Regions from separate parts of the Danio rerio genome. Here region 1 is linked to region 2. The links are chromatin contacts, called in public Hi-C maps. All regions are on one chromosome and are shown on one strand. Each heading gives the region's core, a stretch centred on a gene start, on an enhancer-like site or on the middle of the called end of the contact. The rest is flanking DNA. Distances are from core to core; before and after follow the strand shown.

Evidence for each region. Hi-C and Micro-C count contacts between places; a contact is called where the count stands out from the background.
Region 1: a Hi-C map of hematopoietic stem cells shows a contact between it and region 2, with 2.8 times the contacts expected there. The contact joins the promoter of map2k2a here to the promoter of hmg20b in region 2. A contact is called at or near these places in 3 of 18 Hi-C or Micro-C datasets (embryo, hematopoietic stem cells and an unstated tissue).

Annotation. Positions count from the first base shown.
Region 1 is chr22:20,252,761-20,256,328 of GRCz12tu, forward strand. map2k2a (mitogen-activated protein kinase kinase 2a) reads right to left here and starts at 1,691. Exons shown (of 11, transcript NM_001037391.2): 1 at 1,097-1,691; 2 at 811-1,021. The coding sequence starts at 1,179.
Region 2 is chr22:20,028,354-20,031,890 of GRCz12tu, forward strand. It overlaps hmg20b (high mobility group 20B), which reads left to right and starts at 2,109. Exons shown (of 9, transcript NM_001020551.2): 1 at 2,109-2,198.

The DNA.
Region 1 (3,568 bases), core at 441-2,940, 220 kb after region 2:
CTTGCTGTGAGGCGACAACACTACCTACTGCGCCACTGCGACGCCCAGCTGTAAACATGTTAGGCTAAATGATTACAATGAATCATCGACTTCTGCTGCCTTTATTAGTTTCAAAAACACAGATTTCATTACAATATAAGCAGCATTGTTGTCCTAAAAAATGTTTAACAAAACAAACAAAAAAAAAACGTACACATACCTTAGGAACGGTATAGCAGAAAATGTTGGCGGTTTTAAAAACTTAAACCGCGGTATACCTTAAAAACAGTTATCGCCCCATGCCTACTTGCAGTTAACTGATCTCAACATTTAAAATTGCGATTCAATTTAATCGCACAGCCCTAGCCGGTGACACTTTTTATTAAATAATTTATACGAGCTCAATCTAACATGCCATTATGAAAATGTTGACAGAAACATGAATAACAGCATCTTTAAAAAAATTTGCAATCTTGAAAGTACAAGGTTTACATTTGGCATTTTATTTTACTCTATTTATTCTCATGTTGGACTTGTAATCATTAGTTTTTGAAAAGTGCTTTATATCTTAATAATATTTCTACATTTTATTTCAAACATTTGATCACATATAAAAGAGTAAGCACTTTACAAACGTGTATAATCTTTTAAAGAAATAATTCTTTAAGTGTGGTCAATATATGTTGTGTATAAACTATTAACTGATTGGATTTACAGAAACTGTAGTATATTATAATGCATGTTGTTATCAAAACATGAGATTTGATCATGATATGAATTTTGCCAAATTGCCTAGCCCTAAGCAGGTGCATAAGATCCTTTATCGCTTACCTTCCTGGCCATAACCAGTCTCGAGGGTTTGTGACGGACTTTATGAACCACTCCACCATTACCAGCGCCAAGTTCACATATGGGTTCGAAATCTTCATCCTTGAGCTCGCCCACCTGGGCTTTCTGGGTGAGGAAAGCTTCGAGGCGCTTCCTCTGCTGTTCATCCAAATCCAGCTCACCTAACTTCCTCTGCAAGGCCTCCAGGTTGGCCCTAAAGACAAAAAGACGACCAGGTGAGACGTGTGCAGGTACATAAAGGGACTGATATAGCTAAATAAATACTTACTCTGCTGCTGCATCAATGTTGGTTGACTGTCCCTCTCCAGTGGGGGTTATAATCAAGGGGACTGGTCTTCTTTTTGGTGCCATACTTGCAAAGTTATCAATTTCAAAGAAAGCAACCAGGTTGTCTCTACTGACATCCAATACTTCAAACTGATACACAAACCCTTGTAGTGGAAGTTTCTGAGATTAGCAAGCCCCAAATTTCAACACCCAACCATGCTCTCAAAAGCTGCTCCAGGTGAAATTAAAGTGTCAAATGAAAAAGCGAGTGGCTCAGAGGTAAAAGTGCAGGAAATGCAGTTTATTTAAGCGCGTGCATCGCTGGAATGTCTCTCCGGCACGGCCTCTGACTCGCGAGCGCTCCCACAGACAAAAGGCGGCAAAAGACAAGTTAGGCCTATCGTTCACAGCCTCAGGACCGGGCGAGAAACGCTGTCCGAAATAGTTTGGCTCGGAGGAGCCGCGAAAACAGAAGTTGAAATTTCCCCCAAGAAAAAAGGAGGGGGAAAAAGTCCGGCCAGGAAGCCGCTATCCAACCAAGAGGAAGCGTTTGCTCGATCTCGCGAGAACTGCCGCCAGAGAACTTGCGTCATCGCGAGATTTGAGAAAAACAGTCATTATATGAGAAAGAACGACATCTGCTGGTGAGCATAAAATACGTTATAAAAAGTTTTAACCAATAACCAATGTCAGAAACGCGAGGATTGACGTTCCTGAGGCTCGTAGCCAGGGCACGTTTAGGTGGTTTGAAAGACCCCCCCCCCCCCCCCCCCTACCGACAATGGTCCAGAATTTGTCCCATACATAAACTCATTTCCACTGCTATTCCATCATACATTGTGAAAATAACACATCGAAGAAGGCTTCCAATTGGAATCCTCTGTTGACTGTCCTGACTTCAGCTAATCAGTTTAGGCCACTGCTAACAATTATTTTTCATCTGTGCAAGAAAACATACAATCTGAGGTAAGTGGTCATCTTTCACTGCTGACCTACTGTATTATTGCTAAATAGAGTTACTTTTATTCTAAATCTTGGACTTTATTCATGAAACAAAAAGTATAAATGAAAGGTGTGAAGCACTAAAGTTAATAAGTTAATTTTAATGCTAATCAGGCTATTGTTATCCGTATTTTTTTATTGAACTTTTTTATATTTTTTATTGAAAAATCTAAAAATATTGTGAAGCTCTTTATTATCCTTTTTTATTTGTTTACTTTTTTAATCAAGTGGCCAAATTTTAACTGAGGAAAGTTGAATGTGCTGACCAAAGTGTTATATATATATTTAAACAATGAACAATTTCTATTTTTTTCTTAATGATAAATCATGTAATAAATTAGTATTTGAGAGTATGTTTTTTTTTTTTTGCAAAATCCTTAAGGAAATGTTTTTTGGAACATCAAAAAGACCATCTGACAAGCTATTTAAACAAAAAAAGTGCTTAAAACATCTTTGAAATACAATATTTAAACCTCTTAATTAAATAGAATATGAGGCGAATAACTGCAAATAGGTTCCCTTTTTGAGAAAAAAGAAGCACTCTTATTACCAGGCTGACTACGGGCCTGCATGCCCTGTCATCTACAGTTTTACCAGTACATAAGTAGTTAAAATTTACAAACAACCTGATTGTGTATCATACTTACGATTATGACTAAATATACTATAATTGTATTTAGGTTTTGTGTATGAATGCTTTAGTCTTTTAGTGCGTATCAAAATGCACATTGTAATAATTTGAAGTCTTGCAAACATGTTGGGATGTGATGATTATTAAAGTCCCTAAAAAATCTAAACTAACGATATGATTTTGTTATCTCACATTGCCAGTTTTGTGGTGAACAATTCATCTGTGCAGGTCATTAAGAAGAAGAAGAAAAAAAAAACAGTTTGCTCTTCTAATGTTTAATTGAAATCTAAAAATAAAATGATCAGATAACGTATAACTTAGCAAATGGGAGTGGCTAACATACTAAATCACCTCCTCCAACTGTCAGTTTTGACAACAAACAGAAATGGTGAACAGGAGGTATCTTTTAGGTTGTGACAACTCTCCTCGAACACTTTCCCCCATTTTTGAATGAAACACCTACACTACTACATCTATTTAGCTCACAGTAGAAAAAACAAGCCACACCCACTTTTGTGTCATTTAATATTATGTTTCTCTCGGAACTGCGTCACAATATGAAAAATAATGGTCGCAGCTTCCAGTTTATGGGGACGAAAAGGGATTTGCAAGCTTCAAAACAATAAGGTTTCTGATAAACGCGGTTTCTCACTTACATTCATACGTGCTTTGTGTTCCAAGCATAAAGCAATAACTCATACTTTTTAAGTTATTCAGCCACTAAAAGTCTTTCAGCCTACTCAAATACTAAGAAATCTTGTCAGATACATTTACAACAATCGCTTGCTGGCATATTAAAAGAAAGTTTCTCAGATTAATAGTTAACTCAGAGATGTAGTC
Region 2 (3,537 bases), core at 859-3,358:
TCAAAAATCCTACTATAGGTTCTATAGGTGCCAACCTGCTGAATTAGCTAGATTTAATAGATTTTTATTCAGTGTCATGCATAATGTTTTAGTTTTGGATTAGTTTCTTACATTAATATTTAGTAAATATACTGTAAGTTAAAATCTCACCAGTGTTTTTGGTTGAAAAGTGGTTATAAGTTTTAAAAATTATGTAAAGAGTCTTATAAAGGCCTTAAAAGGTATTGAATTTCACGCTCTGATTTCTGTATAAACTCTGAATCGTATATTTTTCGCACCCTTCGTTATTTCATTTTCCATTTTTTTTATCCCATTATTCATTCTTTTTACTAAAAGTTTACCACGAAGTTAAGCAGATTTTATAGTTTATGCAGTTATTATAACAGAAATAAACCACACTTTCTGGAAACAACACACTAACGTTTATTTACATTGCTGGAGTTAGTGTCTTGGAAAAAATATGTAAATGTATCACATAAAATGATTTCTACATTAAAAGTGGCATCTTGAAAATGCTGCAAATTACCGAATATCATGTATTTAACTTTAATATGGTTGAAATAACTTTGATGGGAAAACATAAATTGAGCTTGAAAGACTTTAATATAGCTATTGATTCATAGTATTTATACATGTTTACTGCATAATTGCTGACCAATTGTAAATAATCCTATAGTCTGCAGCAAAAATAAACTAACAATCATTTACGTTACAGGAATTTGTATCTTGGGAAAAAAATGTAAATGTACCACATAAAATGATTTCTACATTAAAAATGGCATCATGAAAAAGCTGTAAATGACAGATTATCATGTATTTAACTTTAATATTGTTAAAATAACTGATGGGAAAACATAAATTGAGCTTTTAAGAATTGTTAGAAGAAAAGTCAGAATTATTAGCCTCCCTGAATTATTAGTCCCCTGTTTATTTTTTTCTCTCTAATTTCTGTTTAACAGAGGGAAGATTTTTGATAGTTAATCATCATAGTTTTAATAACTTCCAATAAGTGATTTATTTTATCTTTGCCATAATGACAGTAAATAATATTTGACTAAATATTTTTCAAGACTCTTATATACAGCTTAAAGTGACATTTAAAGGCTTAACTATGTTAATTAGGTTAACTAGGCAGGTTAGGGTAATTAGGCAAGTTATTCTATAGTGATGGTTTGTTCTGTAGACTCTCAAAAATATATATAGCGTAAAGGGGCTAATAATACTGACCCTAAAATGGTTTTAAAAGAATTAAAAACTGCTTTTATTCTGGCCGAATTAAAACAAATAAGACTTTCTCCAGTTGAAAGAATATTTTTAGACATACTGTGAACATTTCCTTAGCTCTGTTTAACATCAGAAATAATTAAAAGGGGGCTAATATTTCTGACTTGGAACTGTAGCTATTGGTCCACAGTATTTATATATATTTACTTCATAATTGCTGACCAATTGTACATAATTCTATAGTCTGCGACAAAAATGAAATCCTCAGAAAACGAGTTTAACTTTAAAGCGAAAAATTGAAAAATAAGTAAAATAACTGGAAATGTTAGACTTTAATACACTTACAATAACATGGGTTAAAAAAACTAACAGATGTATTTTCAAGCATCAAAGCGATGCTTGTTTTGATTTTTAATACAATTTTATATTTTCCTTTTATGTCTATATAATCATATATTTTCCGCACCCTCCGTTGTTTCATTTTCCTTTTTTTTTTTTTTTACTTTGAAGTTAAGCAAACTTTATAGTTTATGTCGTTTTATAACAGAAATGAATCACACCAACTGGAAACAACACAATAACGTTTTACATTACATGAGTTGTTGTCTTGGGAAAAATTTTAATGTATCACTATCAGATGTTTCTACATCAAATTCATGTATTTCATTTTAATGATGTATTCCATTTTAATATGGTTGATATAAGTTTGATGGGGAAAAAATAAATAGTGCTTATAAAACTTTAATATAGTAGCTATTGATTCATAGTATTTATATATGTTTCCTGCAATATCCTCAGAAAAACTCTTTAGTAACAACCCATTTCCAGTCATGCGCAATGCAGATGAAGCGAGTTCCCATTCGCTCCGCCTACCAAACCCACAAACCAATCAAACTCACCAAGGATCTGTCAATCAAACCAACATTTGTCCCTAAGCTAGCGTCTGACTTAAAACAAAACAAGCACCAATTTAGGTAAGTGTACATTTTGTGTATTAGAAGCACGAGCTGTATATAAATGTAAATATATAATCGCAAATTAATATTAATAGACTGTCGAAATTAAGACGCGATAAATGCAAGTATTCTGAGGTTCAACGGAGGCTAGTTAGCCAACTATGCTACTTTAGCTAATCATAATAACCGGGGAATGCAGAGTGAAGTTTTTATAAACATTAATGCACCAAAAGCTCCGTGCATGCGTGCGTTTAAATTCGTAATTTTCTACATCTTTTATGAGGACAAAACCCTTTAATAAACGGTCGATTTATGTATTGTCCGTGTTTTCATATCTAGACAGCGTTTTGCAGCGGTAACGTTACAGCCAACATTATTATTTGATATAAGTTACCTGATATTTCTTTTAAATATTATTTGTTTTTAATATTTTTTCTATGCAACATTGTAGATTTGTTATGATAATTTTAGTATAATAAGTTAACTTTATTTATTAAATTATCTTTAAATGTCAATTAGTTATTTTAGTATGGGTCAAACCAAAAGAAGAGAAATTTTGCATGGGCAACTTGCTGAAATAGGATTTTTAATATTATTTCATTTGAGTTGACATTATTTTTTGGTAATTATAATGTTTATATTTCATTAGGTACTGCATTTATGTATAGTTTTAGGCCACATTTACCGCACAGTAGTGTGCTTACATTTTGCAAAATGACAGCATTCTCTGCTCACATAAAAAATAAAAATAATTAAAACCATGTGTAATTCAATATTTTACTGTTGTCTTTATATCACGTATAGTGTTGCATGATACCAAAAGTTTGACTTTAATACGATATCTAAATTAAATATCTTGAAACCCATACTAAATTGATACTACACCTTATTTTTTTCTCTTTAAATATTATTTATTAATGAACACACTGTCAGCTAAAACAGAGTAGAACCATTTTACAAAGTAAAACAAATCTAAAAATAAAAACTATTTTTGCCAGTATTCCAGCCGAGCTGTTTTAGCATAATTAAAATAGTTGCTGCTTTGTTTTCAAAACTAGACAAAAGTGCACATAACATTTTTGGTCAGGTTTTCAGAGAACCTGGAGATGTTGGTCCTCATTGTACAATGTACATGACGCAGTGGTCCTGTCATATTCATATATAATTACATATTTATATATTAATTTAGGGGTGAATGACGTGACATGCATTTTCAGCTGTCCATAATGGCATCTACTAATAAAAATGGCTATTTAAAAAATAAAAGTTTACACACCCTGCCGATACAGGTGCAGTTCGCTGTCAGAATTAGGCATTGAGGCGATAACCGTTTTCAAGGTATACTGCATTATCTCCA